2 separate regions of the Mus musculus genome follow, and region 1 is linked to region 2. Evidence: chromatin contacts called from public promoter capture Hi-C data. All regions are on one chromosome and are shown on one strand. The core of a region is the stretch at or near the end of the contact, and the rest is flanking DNA. Distances in the headings are between cores, read along the strand shown.

Region 1 (7,527 bases), core at 3,792-6,291, 100 kb after region 2:
AGCTCACCAGCACAGATAGGCAGCAGAGGAGTTATTGCTTCTTGGAGAAAAGGTGGCAGCAGTTGGCCTGAGGGGGCAGGGTATGCCCTAGGATTCTCCAGAGTGCTGAGGACTGCCTGTTTTCACTAGTATGGGATACACAGATGGCGATTATAGATGGTCTCCTACTGGGAAGGGCTCAACTTGCAGGTTTCCAACATTATGACAGCATGTAAGTCACATACGCTGTGCAAACCACACTTCTGTTTCTGAATTCAGATCTCTTCCTGGGCTAGTGACACTGGGCTTTGTAGATGCCTGCAGTGCTGGGCTGCTGCAAGGAACAGCAGCTGGTGGCAGACCATGGTGTCAGGAGGGGAGACAGCTGCTGCCCTGCAGGGTGCTGGGAGTCTTGCTAGAACCATCTGTTAGATATACACACACATGCATAGTATACACATTCAATACAAACATATTTACATAGGATATATGCATATGCATACAATATATAGTGTGAATATATACATATATGCAAACATAACGTACACATGTATAAATATAATATATACATATGCAATGTAAACTATATACCTATATAAAATTCTTGCATTTGTACCTCAAACTATAATCTGAGACCTGGAGTGACTGAGGCCAGTGGATTTCAAACAAACTTCAGCTACACAGGGAGACACTGTGTCAAACACCCACACTGCCCTGCAGCTCAGTCACGGAGGGCCTCTATAGTATCCACAAAGGCCTTGGGTTAGAGTCCCTCACTGCTGTGAAATAACACAAAACTTGAGCATTAGCAGAGCCTTCATGGACCTCATATATAACATGTCTGACGTCATAGAACCATCACAGTCACACACAGGAGGAAGCAGAGGCACCAAGAGTGGCTATAAAATGCTCAATGTCACAGCCTGGTGCACCCAAGGGCAAGATTTGGGCCTGGTGTGCTCCTCTACTCTGTCAAGTGCTCAGAACTTAGCTTCTGTTATAAACAGCCCCACAATTAAAAGAATCAGCCCTGTGCCCTAAAGGAACTGCAACTCTGAGTCTGGAGAAAGTGGTAGAACCAGGGCCTGAACTTGGCTCTGGCCTCTCCAGCTTCCAGTTTGCTCTGCTGAAGGGCAGATATAACCCAGGCCAGCCCCTCATGTAGCCAGGCAAGCTTGGCCTCACCTTGTCCTTCTCCTCCTCTCCCTTGCCTGAGACTCCCCTCCAGGAGTCTACATACACTCTGAAAGGAGAGATGACTTTCAAAGTAATGAGGCTGGAGGCTTAGTAATGAACAGAATCCCGAAGCTCCTGCTCTGGCGGGGAGAGGCAGGCAATGAACAGTAACGAGTGCCAACCTGAGAACTGAGCTATTCCCACCATGTGAAGGAAAGGAAGACAGTGGCGAAGAGGACACTGGTGGCTTCCACGATGTGACTGAAGGGAGGCTTGCAGGATGTGTGCCTGGGTGAGTTCTGGGGGCCGTACTGCAGAGCTACATGTGCTTGAGAAAGGCGTGAAACAATGTGGAGGGCCAGCGAGGTGACATTTTGGTCTGCTGGCTGCACGTGTTGTTTCTACACAAACGGTCCAGGCCAAACACACTTGAGATCTCTGAGACAATAAGGGGAAAAGGAAGACGCTAGATCTGGCCAGGCCAGAATTAGGTCACAGTCCAGGGAGAGCCAGGGTCAGGTTTCCTGTGAAAGGAGCAGAGTTGTCCTTGGCTAGTGGCCTTGAGCTCTTCTGGCTGAGGCAGCTACAGGGACTTTCTATACACACCAAGCACAGAGATCTCATTCTAGCCACAGAGGCTCCATTGTAGTCCAGATGCTCCTCACCGCTAGTGTTCTCTGCTTCATTAAATCCCTGCAGTAATTTGGAGCTAGAAAGCATTGGTTTTATTTTCTAGTTAAGAAAACTGACACTAAACTCATTGCTGGGAACTGGCGGACAAGGAGCTTGAATCTTGATCTGTGCAGAACTCAGATGCCTTCCCTATTGTGGTGCTAAAAAAAAGCTGAGAGTAGTCAGTGTAGTTACATAGGTTAAAACATAAGAGTAGAACAGGGGAGCCTAGGGTACCAGTTGTATGTGTGTGTATATATGTACGTATAGATGGATGGATGGATGGATGGATGGATGGATGGATGGATGGATGTGTATGTGAGTGGGTGGATGGGTGAGTGGGTGGATGGGTGAATGCACAGATAGATGTGTAAGTGAAGAGATGTGAAGGGATGCATAAGTGGGTGAGTACATAGATAGAGGAAATGATGGGACAGATGAATAAGTGAATGAATGGGTGGGTGGATAGACAGTGGGTGGGTGAACTGATAGATTGATGGATAGATGGTGTGCAAATGATGGTACATAGATGGTTGAGCAGAGGGGTGTTGAGTGGAGATACATGGATGGAGAGATAGACAATAAATAGATGTGTAGGTGAGTAAACAGATGGGTGGATGGGTTGGTAGATGAATACATGGGTGGGCAGAGGAATTGGTTGGGTAGATAGGAATGGATGGGTAGATGAATTGGCTGTTCGGTGGGTTGATGGAGGGGTAAAGGAAGGTAGGTGAATGGTGGACGAATGAACTGATGGGTAGATAAATGAATGGGTGACTGGATGGGTGGGAGTATGGATGAATGAACAGATGCACAGATGGGTAGGCAGGCTTTTACAAACCGACAGTTTTCTCTAACATAGGCACTTGTGTTTTCAATGGAGCTTCCTGGCCTTCTGACCTCACAGTCTCTGTGCAGAAAGGCTGAAGTTTGGACATCACTTGCTGAGTGGCAACAACCTCTCTTCAGATGCTGCCTGGTGTGGATGACAAGGGTCATGGCAGGAGAGGAAATGCTCTGGACAGCACCAAGGGAGAACACAGGCCGGGGCATTTGATGCTCTGGCCACACCCAAACCCTCATTCTCTACAGCAGAACCAGCCGTAGCTACAAAGCCAAGGAAGGCTGTGGACAGAGGTTGCTCTGGAACATTCTGTCTTCACATTTAGGAGCAGCCATTTTGAGGAGAGGAGGTAGGGAAGTGGGGTCTTAGCCAGGCCCCACATACTCCTACATCATTTGGCTGTCTGTAGTGCAGGCGAGGGGCCCAGGGTAGAGTGGCCTTTGCTCCCTGAGAGTGGCAGGTAGTGAGCTGGGCCCTATCTGCAGCTTTGATGGATTGTTTTCTCAGCCCAGGTGGCTGCAGAGAGGAGCAGGTGACTCAAGCACCGGTGACGCTTACTAGAGTCCAGGTAGCTGACAGAAGTGGCCAGCCTCAGCTCTTGGTGGTGACCTTCTTTAGGCTCCCCCAAGAAGGTGGAACCAGACCAAGCAACATATCCATGTGGTCCTCCTGGGGGAAGCAGAGCCTCCATCCGTGTGAGGATTGCCTGTGGCTCCTGTTTGGGAGCTATTGAAAAAAAAAAAAACCAACATTCTTGGCAAGCCAGGAAAACACCCAATGGGCCCTTGTCTCCAGACTCCCAGCTCCGGTTCATGCACAGTATGGCATCTTGTGACTTGTACTTTCAACAGAAAGGTAGCAAGACCCAGGGCAAGTCCAGCGCTGCTGTTCACTGACCTTGTAATCAAAGCATCTATATTCTCCACAGACTCATCCCTGCACATCTATCCTGGCTGGACCCATTCACTTAGGAGAGAGCCCCTTAGCTGTCCTCAGTCTATCCCACAGCATGCCCCAGCAGCTCCCTCCCTGCCTCTCTTCCCTTCCATGCATGCTCACTGCGCTTCCCTCTGAGAAACCTCCCTCCTCTTCATGGTGTGTTTTTAAGGAAATACCAAGTGTTGGAACAAATAAACTCCAAACACTCTTGGTTGAAGATAGCAGGTTTATTGATTGTTCTCACAGCAGTCGAGAAGCAGGTGGTTACACCCTGCAGGTGGCCGGTCTCCTTACATGCTGGGGTGAAGAGAGGGACACTCTTCCAACCTATCGCTGCCATTCCTGGCTTCATCTGACTCCAGATGGGGAGGAGGAGAAGACACACATGCTTCTTAAAAGCCCATCTAGATCGGACATTCAACCTCCCCACAAGATTCCGCCATTGACCCACAACGGTAAGGGGAGGGTGGGTTATGGTAGAGACCTTTTCCTGTGACAACTCCCAGCCATAGATAGACAGGGAGTCTGGATTCCTGGATTTGGTGGAGCATTCACCACCCCCAACACATCTGGCTAGCTTTACTTTATTGTTCAAATGACAAGCTCACATTGCCTCTTCCAGGAAGCCTGCCTTGAGCCTCCAGGCACAGTGGCCAGATGTCCCTGTCCTATGTACTCAGCATCCCATCCTTCTTGGTGTCATTCTGTCCTGTAACAGCCTGGATACTGACACTTTGGGGAGTGAGATATAACAGAAGTACCTGGAGGTGGAATTCTGTGTTTACCTGAGTACCCATGGCATAATTACATTATATGGAATAATAAGCTGTCAGATGGGTGAGTGGATAGATAGGTGTGAAGGAAGGTAGAGGGATGGATGGATGGACAGATAGTGTGTGAGTGGGTAGATGAATTAATGAAGTAGGTCAGTGGATGAGTGGATGGATGGATGGATGGATGGATGGATGGATGGATGGATGGATGGATGGATGGGGTGGGTGTGTAGGTAGATAAATGGATGGGTAGGTGGTTGGACTGGTAAATAAATAGATAATAAATAGTTTAATGGGTAGATAGATCCATGGACAGGCAGTTAGATAAATGGAGAAAGGATTTTTTTCATGTAAGGTGTTAATCCCATGCCTGCAGACTCTCTAAGCTGTTTTGTGGCTCTGAAAGCTTTAGAGAACTGGAAGATTCTGCTAGGAAACTCCAAGAGGTTTCTGTGGAAACTTTGAAGAAGCTCCACTGCTGTGATCCAGTGTCATAAACAGAGCCTGCCTGTTAGCATTCTGTCTAAGCTCTGTCCCACAGTGTCCTGGCAACAGCCAGTTATGCCTGACTCACTATTAAAGGGGCTGCTTGCCCCCTCCTCTCTCTCTTGCTCCTCTCTTGCTCTCCCTTGCTCTTGCTCTTGCCTTCCTGCCCCTGCTCTGTCCTCTCATCCCTTCCCCCCTCTCTCTCCACATGCTCATGGCAGGCCTCTACTCCTCTAGTCCCCTACTTCTATAGTCTGCCTTTGTCTGCCTCTACTACCCTCTTGACTCCCCTCGCCAAGCCCTGAATAAACTCTATTCTATACTATACCATCGCATGGCTGGTCCCTCAGGGGAAAGGGATATGGTGGCATGGGCCCGCCAATGCACTCCCTTCCCCCACTCCTCACCACAAATCCATAAAACCTATTCCTTCTCTCTTTATCATTTTACAAACACATCACTGCCTCCCTCCTGCTTCATTGATTCTGGCAGCCTAATGAGATGGGTGAATTTTAACCCCAAGGGCTAACTAAGTCTTCAGTGTTCCTGAGACTGGCAGCAGCCCTCACAAGCCTTAGAACATTTCTTCCTTGCTTTTCTGGGAGTGAGCTCTGGGCCTCACTGAGCTTCTCTTCCTCCCTTAGCCTCATGGATAACTTCTGATTCCTCTCATTTGACGGGATCAGACCAATCTAATCCCAGACTCACTATAGGGAAGAACCAGCAACCTGCAGTCCCTGCCCATAGCTCTATTCCATAGCCCTGCCTGCCAGGCTAACCCTTGCAGGAGGAAGGAGGCAGGGCCTCCCCTGAGGGATGAGATCATTCTGGACAGCCACCTAGACAACATGGCTCAGACAGCAACTGGGAGGAAAGGCTGAAGTGGAAAGCAGAGAGCTCAGAAGTTTCTTCTCCTGCCCCCAAAGAGGACATGCCTAGAAGGTCCTGGGATGTGCACACTGATTAAGCATTACAATGGTGGCCTCCATGTGATGATGGAGCCCAGCACCAGCCAGAAGACAGCAAGGGCCTAGGGACTGTGTTTGGGACAGAGCTTGGTCTATAGATGCACCTCTATCCTAAGGAGCCAGTGCGCTTATTTCCCTAGAATATTTCTGGAAGGCTTGTTCTCTGCGTTTCAGCTGTGCTGGAGGAAGAAGCCATGTTTAGCCAGCTCAGAGTGTCCATGGGGACACCTGTCAGCTCTTGGAATCCAAAAGAACTGTTCTAAATACAGCAGGAACCCTAGCAGAAGCTACGGTGTATGAAACAGGTAGGGTGACTTGGGTGTTCTTAGCACCTTTAATTCTCTCAATCATTCACGATGTAAGGGCTGTTGCTCTCCTCATTTTACAGATGAGGAAACTAAGGAGGAAAGAGTTAACATATTGCCCAGTTATATGCAATAACTGTCCCATCGCCCTCAAGATCACATTCTAGGTAATAAAATACACAAATCTTAAAGCTCAGGCTTGGGACTTTACACCGATGGACATGCTGGTGTGAGGACCACTCCAATCAAGAAGTAGGACATTTCCCATCACTCCGTTCAGCCTCGCAATCAGTCCCCCACCAGGAAAAGTTGCCATTGCTCTGTGTTGTCTGTCCCAAGCCTGGCATGGGTGGAGCTGCACAGCCGATCTGTATCACTTGGCCCATCCCCTCCCTCCCTCATGGTGTTGTTAAGACCTGAGCTCAGGGGCTGTGGAAGTGGCTCGGTGGAGAAAGCACTTGCTGAACAGCATGAAGGTCTGAGTTCTGATGCCCAGCACTCATGTTAAAAGTCGGGCATGGCCTTCTGAACACGTCTAACCCTACCACTGTGAAGAAGAGACACAGTTAGAACGCTGGGGCTTCCTGGCTGCAAGCCTAGCTCCAGGGTCAGTGAGAGACTCAAGGGGGAAAGATAGAAAATGATAGAATAGGACACTGTTTCCTTTGGCCTCCATTCAAGGGTACTCACACATACAGGGGCGCACTCCCCCTTTCCCTGCATGCACGCGTGCGCACATGAGCACATGCACACGCACACATCTTTGACATGCAAAGTGACATTGACGTCTAATGCTGATGTTTGTTAAGTCTTCAATAAGCAGACTGCTATCCATATAACCACATAGATTAGGCACAGAGTAAGGGATTAGTGGGGCAGGTTAGATCATCCTAGGGAAAGGAAACAGAATAGTGAGGATGGAGGATGGAAATGGGGGAGGCCTGGCATGGGAAGCTCAAGCAGGGAGAAGGGGAGACGAAGGTAAGAGACAGCTAACACTAAGGGCCGCATGAGGGGTCCTATGGAAAGCTGACAGAGTAGAAGCATCTTAAAAGATACACATCTGAAAGTGATCTAAATGGAAACACCAAATCATGGGGAAACAGAGCCCTAACTGGACTTCTCTCATTACCAAGTCAAGGCTCCAGCTCTCCTGGGCCTCTCTAGTTACCAGTCAAGGCTCCAGTTCTGAGAATGCAATTGTTGGCTAAACCGGTTCCATGGGAACCCCAAAACAACCCAGACGGTTGCCAAGGCTACTGGTTGCTCACCACAAATTCATGGTAAGGCCCCATTGCTAGAGAAAACACCTACATAACTCATTGAATATGGAGAACTTGAGCTGGTTTCTACTTAGAGCCTTTACCCCTACTGACTAGTGTTCG
Region 2 (7,037 bases), core at 4,455-6,954:
TGCCTCTGCCTCCCAAGTGCTGGGATTAAAAGAATGCACAACCACTGCCTGGCTGGCAAGTTAAATTTTCAATGGATGTGTTCATTTAACTTAAGCTGTTGCAGATTAAACTAGACGGCATGCAGAAAGGCCCTAGCAGAGCCCTGGAGTATGACTGGCTGATGTCAGTGGCAGGGGTCTCACAATATTAGACAATCCGCATAGCTGACGGTTTGTTCTTCTAATGACTCCAACTTTCCAATTTTATTTTACCCTTATACGCAGGTTGTGAAGGGTGAATGCTCCCCATTCGTTCACAACTTCACACAGCTTCCAGGCCACAATCACTAAAACCCTACACTGTTCACAGGGGTAAACCAAGTGCCAGATACAGGGCTAAGAACAGCGAGGGAGAGAAAGACAAAACATGTAAGGAAGGCGTAAGATCTGTCATAAAGAGAGAAAGCAGGAAGCTGAGACAGGGAATCGTGCGGGCTGCAATTCTAAACAGGAAAGTGTCCCAGAAGGCAGTAGTTTTGGCAGCCCTGCTGCTGAAGACAGAGCCAGTCCAGAGCCAACTGGGAGCAGTACTCTAGGGAGCCCATGCCCAAGGGCAGGACCAGGACACTGTGCTCTGATATCCATCCCACCCTCCTGCACCAACACTCACCAACCACAGACCATCTTTCCAAGGCTGCCCGCCAGCCCTGACCCACTCAGACGCCTCTCTTCTTTCTCTCTCTTCCTCTGCGTCCAGCCCATCCTTCAAAGCCCATCCTGAAGGTGTCCTCCACTGAGGAGACTGCTCCTTGAGTGGGATTGACAGCTCTCCCCTTCCCCATCAACTGTAACCCTATGACCACCTTTCCTGGTGCCTAGCTGAGCGCGGGCCTATGAGTTGTGTAAGACAAGGGCTGGGTGGCCCCAAGCCTAGCACGGCAAGAATATATAAGCTTCAGGTAGGAACAAAGGGCAGGATGACACCCAGGCCCAGGCTTCCCCTCCTGCAATCCTTTTTTGGGGTGCTGGGCTGAGGGATATCACTAGTGTAGGTACACTGTGCGTGTGAACATCAGCCCCCTTGGTATCAGCAGATACAAATCTGCAATAGGAAATAGGCTTTTTAAAAATAACAACACACATTTTTTTTCTTCTGGCTTTTTTTTTCTTTCTGCACGGCTTGTTTTTCCGCCATGGCCCCTGGGCCAGCTGCCGAGAAGCCCCTCCCTCCCTGGCCCCACTCTGAGAACATGAGGCTCTGGGGCCTCCAAGGACTTGCAGGCTCCAGCCAGAGGTGGAGATTACCAGCCAGCTTCATTCCCTCAAGCCCCACTCCCAGGTACTCCTGGGCCAGGCACTCCTCTGCTCAAAAGTCTATATTAGAGGGGTGTCCAGAACGGTCACTCACCCCACACGACACTTTCATAGAGATTGCTCTATGATATACCCTTTCCACCCTCTCACACCCACACACACTCACCAGCCACTGCCTCTCCAAGGCTGGCCACAGGTCCCTTCTCCACATTGATGCCTCCCCCCTCCCCTGTCTCCGTGTGTGTGTGTGTGTGTGTGTGTGTGTGTGTGTGTGTGTGTGTCTGTGTGTGTGTGTGTCTGTGTGTGTATGGACCCTATCCAGGGAGCTCCCAGGGTCCTCTGCCTTTGCTCCAAGTGGCTGCTTTCAGGTGACATCCCACTTTCTGATCCTGACTGTGCCATAAGCTCTATACCTCTCACCCCACCTCTCAGAGCCTCAGTTTCCCGATCTGTAAAAACTTGTGGGTATCTCCAGAACAGGGATGTAGTATGGAGTGGCTAGCACTTGAGTGTACCCTAGTGATAATGGTTCACATGTTTAAAGAGGCAGGATTTGAAGACATGGGGCCTATTAGGAGGTCCCTGGGTTTCTCTTTCTCTCTCTCTCTCTCTCTCTCTCTCTCTCTCTCTCTCTCTCTCTCTCTTTTGTGTGTGTGTGTGTGTGTGTGTGTATCCTTAATGAGACTTCTTCCAGACTCTTTGTCTTACCATGTGATCTCCCCTGTCACATGCCCCTCCACTGTGCTATCCAGCACAATGAAACACTCCAAAGACATCTCCCTGGAGCTGGGGCCATGCTGTTTGGACCTTCAGATTCCAAAACTGTTAGCTAAATGAATGCCCTTGCCTCAGACAGTAAACGGCCTCAGGTGATACACAGTCTTGAGAAACTGACTTATACAGGACAGAGCTGCTTAGTGCCTGACAGGTGTAAGCCCTCGGGGACACTAGCTGATATCACCACCATTCCTTTCCCACCCTTGCACTGAATCACCCCTTATGTCAGCAGAGATCTCGGGGCCTCCCATCTCATCCTCTATCTCTCCTGGAATTGCCTATCATAGTTCTCTGGAGCTCAGTGCCACTGGGTCCAGACACCTGCAAAGACCAAGAGCTTTGCATCTGCCCTCGACCAGTGACTTACTGCTGCATCTGAAACCTTCCTGCTGGAACTGCAGCTCAGGGAGGCTCGGAGCACACTGCCTGTCCTCAGTCAGGGCCAAGTACTCACAGAGGGCATTCACCCAGCAGCTCTCAGACACAAGCCTCTTACCTAAAACAGGACCCATGGTCTGGTGACGATGAAAGATCATCACTAAGTAACAACAGGAATCCAAGGAGACGAGGATGAGACCAGAAACACCTGTAACCCAAGTTTAGCCTAACCCAGAAAGGCTTCCTGGAGGAGGTGACATAAGCTATCCTGTAAGAATAAGCCAACCTGGGTCTCAGTGGTTTCAAACAACAAAGGTCTATCCCTCAGTTGTACTGCACATTTATGGTGGAGCACCAAGGTACACTGCTCATGGAATGACACAGAAGCAGTTCCAATTCTGCTATCAGATGCCACACCACCAAGAAGGAGATCTTAGGAGAGTCTTGCATTGACAGCTAACTGCTTTGAGCCACAATCAACTCATGTCCCAGACTCACCAGCTAGTCACATGGCCTTGACCTAGAATAAGAGGACTGAAGGCAACCCTGTGGTATACCTGGAGCTGCTGGAAATATTTTTAGGAGGGCAATAAAGACCACCAGATACAGGGGCTGGAGAGATGGCTCAGAGGTTAAGAGTACTGACTGCTCTTCCAGAGGTCCTGAGTTCAATTTCTAGCAACCACATGGTGGCTCACAACCATCTGTAATGGGATCCCATGCCCTCTTCCGGTGTTGAGTGATTGTGTGCTCACATAATAAATCTAAAAACAAAAACAAAAAGTAAAGGCCAGCAGACATTTCCACACCACTCTGCCCCTCACTGTCTTTCATTCATTCATAAATCCTAGGTCAGGATCCAAGAGAGGCTGGCCAGGGCAGGCTGGGCTGGGCTGGGCAACAGAGAGGTGAGAAGGGCAGGAGATGAGGCTGAAGATAAGGGAGAGTCATGTTATAGGCTTTACAGTTAGCAACAATTTGATCCTTTATCAGAAGTGCACCAGGCAGACTGGAGGGGGAGCGGGAGCAGGAACTAGGGAGACTGAGGTGACCCCAATTGTACCACGGGGAACAGGGCAAGAGCAGGTGCCTTATCTCAGACCCTAGCAGTTGTCCTGGGAACAGGAAGTACTGTTCCCCAGTGTGCTAGTGGGGAGAAATTAGGAAGCCAGGATGGGTTGGATTCACTAAAGAGAGCTCCCTGGGCTTGCAGATGGGTGGACTGACTGGATGAGGCAGGCAGGGACACACTGAGATCAACCCTGGAGGAAGCTTATGGAGGAAAGCCAAGTGAGAGACCACAAAGGCAGCATAACTCCAACCCCCCAACTCCTCTTCCAATAGTCTTTGCCTCTTTCAGGCTTTCTGATAATCCCACATTGAATCTAAGTGAAGAGTAAGCCAGATGAAGGACTCTCATCAGACACCTCGGAGAACCAACCTAAGAAACATTTGGACCAGAAAGCTCCAGGCTGGGGGTGATGGCCGTGATGACAGAGCAAGGGCCCCTGGGACAAGTGTTCCTCATTTTTGAGACGGATACTCAGAAGGTACCACACCCTGAGAGCATCTGCTCCTTAGGGGCACTGTTAGTTAGGGGCTGGGTGGAGCAGGCTGGGGTCTGGCAATCGTGATTCCCAAAATGGTTCACAGAGCATCGCCCAGGATCACAGCTCTAGATTCTGAAACCAGGAGTCTGACCCTGGGCCAGGTACTTAATTGATCCTATCTCAATGCTCTCCCAGCTGACTCCCACACAGGCTGTACTGGACCCACTGCAGGGAAGGAGAATCCCCTTGAAGAGATCAACTACAGCCCTGCAAAATCCAAAGCCCCGTGGGAAGGATCCTGAAGATGTCCTTTCCAAGAAACTAAATAAACCAGGGGGTCTGGGCCATATGCCCAGAAGGTTCCCAGCAGAGACCATACTCCGCTCCCCAGGGATGAGGGGGATATGGGACTTCTGACCCATACACCCTACACCATCAACCAAGACCTAGGAAAGTCCCTGCCTTCCTCTTCGGGGGACAGGGGTGCCACGGGAATCACACTTCATGGAAAACTATTCTGCTTCAGATAGACAAAACTCCCAAAGTTTATAGGGTTCTCAAGATGAAAAGAAGGCTCCCTTCACTGCTCGCAGTCCCCACGCACAAAGGACTGGGCGTGCTTCTTTCTGATCACTCTTAATCACAGACCACGGCTGTCCTCCACACGAAGCCATGGTCAAAAAAAACAAAAGACAGACTTTCCTTCTCTAGGTCATCAACTGATTCTAAGGGTCTGAGCTCCAACTCAGATGGGCTCAAGACACTAGCAACTTTTTGCCTTATTAGCCCAAGGCTGCTCAGTAGTCCCTGCAGCGACTTGCCTAGGGCACGCTGGCCTTGACAGAGGAAGGTCATTGGCCACCAAGTTTCTGCAGTTTCTGCATCACATAGTACCTTGGGGACCGGGAATGAGGAGGTGGGGGGTGGAGACGACACTCAGGGGCGAATTCCCGAAGAGTCCGTGCTGCAACCAAGACTTAAAATAGATAAAAGGCACGCCCTCCCTCTGCCGCCCCAGGCCCGCGGCAGGTCACAGAGAGGCATGCGGTCCCTAAGCCCCCCAGCCCGGCCCCGAAGCACCGGCGACCGGGTCCCTGCAACTAGGCCAGCGGCTGCATCCCGCCCTCGCCCCGCCCTGCCCCCTGTCTACGCGCTCTCTTTGCGAACGCCGGGCCCGAACAGCCGCTCCCATTGGCCGGCGGCCGCGTCCGTCAGCGCGCGGCGGAGCCGAGGAAAAGGCTACAGTGGAACAAGGCGGGCGAGTGCGCGGAGGAAGGAGGCGGAGGCTGGGCCGCCCGAGGCCCGCGTCGGGCGGTGGCGACGACCTGCGGGCCCGGGCCACCTTGAGACCCGCCCCGCTTCCGGTGCTCCGGTCCGTGCCCCGTCGCCTGCCTGCGCCCCCGCTCCCCAGTGTCCCCGCGCGCTCTTCGCCGCGGCCCCCGCGCCGGTTGGCGAGCCGCCCAGCGTCTTCCGAAGCCATGTTCACGTTCATGGCCACGGTGGCCACCGGGCCCACTCACCTTCGCGGGCTCCCACGCGGGGCGGCGAGCCGGGCCGGGGCCGGGGCGGCGGGACGCGGCGGGACGGGGCGGCCGCGCGCGGGGTCCCCGGCCGGGCAAAGTTTCAGCGCCAGCGGCAGCGCGGCGGCGACTCGCTGCTGCTCTCCTCCCCTGCTTTGACCACCATCTTATTAGTACAGGAAATGACATGGAAAACGGAAGAAAGCGGCGTTTGGGGCAGACGCGGACCCCCCAATTCAGGGGGCCGGAGCCGAGCCTCGCTGAGCCCCGCGTCCCCCGAGCCGGCCCCGCGCGGGAGCTCGCGCGTCCCCGCCGCGCGCCCCACGGGGAGGGCGACGCTGCGGAGGAGGAGCGGGCTGCGCCAACTTTGTGCCTGGGATACTTTCTGGGGGTCGTGCTAGAAAGTTGTGGCGTTTGCGCAAGCCCATCCGAGGGTGCCTCCTGGCTCTGCCCGGCTTCGACGTTGTCGGTCTACAACCCAATAAATAGTCAGAGGGCGATAAATGCGTTTATAATTTTAACCCTTACAGGGTCCTCTTCCGGGCCCCTTTAACCCTTTGGTTGCTCAGCCGTTTGGAAGTATCAACTGAAGTTGGGTAACATGCGTCCCATAGAACACCAAGGGAAAAGGGCCCTGGGGCCTGTGAGAAAAATTAACTATTTACGTGGGGACTAAAGGGTGAGTGTCACTTGCTGTTCAGATCAAAGTACAGTACCAAATCTGAATACAAAGCTGGAACGGGACTGTGTCCTAACTTAACTTGCCTAGTGCCTCATTGTATCCATCTGCAAAATGGCACCCAGCAAGAAAGATAGTGAAGGGATGTAGTAAGGCTGGGGTGTTTAAAGGAAGTGTGAGTGGTCAGAGGGAACCAGAACAACCCTACCCCAAGCCCTTCTTTGTAATGACCCCAAGGGGAGGCTGCTGCAGGGTGGGTTCCCTGGCCGAAGGAGGGCCTCACCTTAGGCTGGAAGTTGCCAAAAAGGATTCTACCTGAGTAAGAGATCTTGGAAGGCCTGCCCAGTGCCAGGTAGTCCAGGAAGGTCCAGATAGTCCCAAGAAGGTGTCACCTCAGGGGAGCCGATTACCCAGGGAAAGGAGCTTCCACCAGGGCGATCCCAGAGGGCTTTCCAAGGTCAAGTACTCCTGAGGATGCTTTGCTTAGGAGACCTGATGGGGGCTGGGACAGGAGGCAACTTCTCTTATTTCTCTTGACCTTGGTAACATAAACGCTTCTTCGGCTCCCTTGTCTGTCACTTGCAGTATGACCTTGAGTGTCTGTAGCTATGACCCTGTTTCCTCTTCTTGCAAAGCTGTAAAGGTCCAGCTGCCAGCTCTAGGGTGAGCCCTGAGGGTGTATGTAAAGAGCCCAGAAGCAGCTGTAATGCTATGGAAATGGCTAGGTGCTTGCTGTGTGTCCACAGTGTAGCTTTCTGAAGCACCGGGTCGTGTGTGGGATATGGATGAAGACCTGGATCTGTGTATCCCATTGTGGCTCCAGCCCAGTCAGAAGTCTGT

Evidence for each region. Promoter capture Hi-C pulls out the DNA fragments that hold promoters and counts their contacts.
Region 1: a promoter capture Hi-C map of pre-B cells shows a contact between it and region 2, with 3 times the contacts expected there. The contact joins the promoter of 1700055L01Rik here to the promoter of Prdm11 in region 2. A contact is called at or near these places in 6 of 39 promoter capture datasets (cranial neural crest, embryonic stem cells, fetal liver and 3 more), 1 of 115 datasets of contacts at active chromatin or transcription factors (memory CD8 T cells) and 1 of 9 other capture datasets (adipose tissue).

The regions. Positions count from the first base shown.
Region 1 is chr2:93,141,187-93,148,713 of GRCm38.p6, forward strand. 1700055L01Rik (a long non-coding RNA gene) reads left to right here and starts at 5,042. Exons shown (of 2, transcript XR_866559.1): 1 at 5,042-7,425. It overlaps Gm32627 (a long non-coding RNA gene), which reads left to right and starts at 3,008. Exons shown (of 3, transcript XR_374796.2): 1 at 3,008-4,065.
Region 2 is chr2:93,040,461-93,047,497 of GRCm38.p6, forward strand. Prdm11 (PR domain containing 11) reads right to left here and starts at 5,705. Exons shown (of 8, transcript NM_001368848.1): 1 at 5,519-5,705.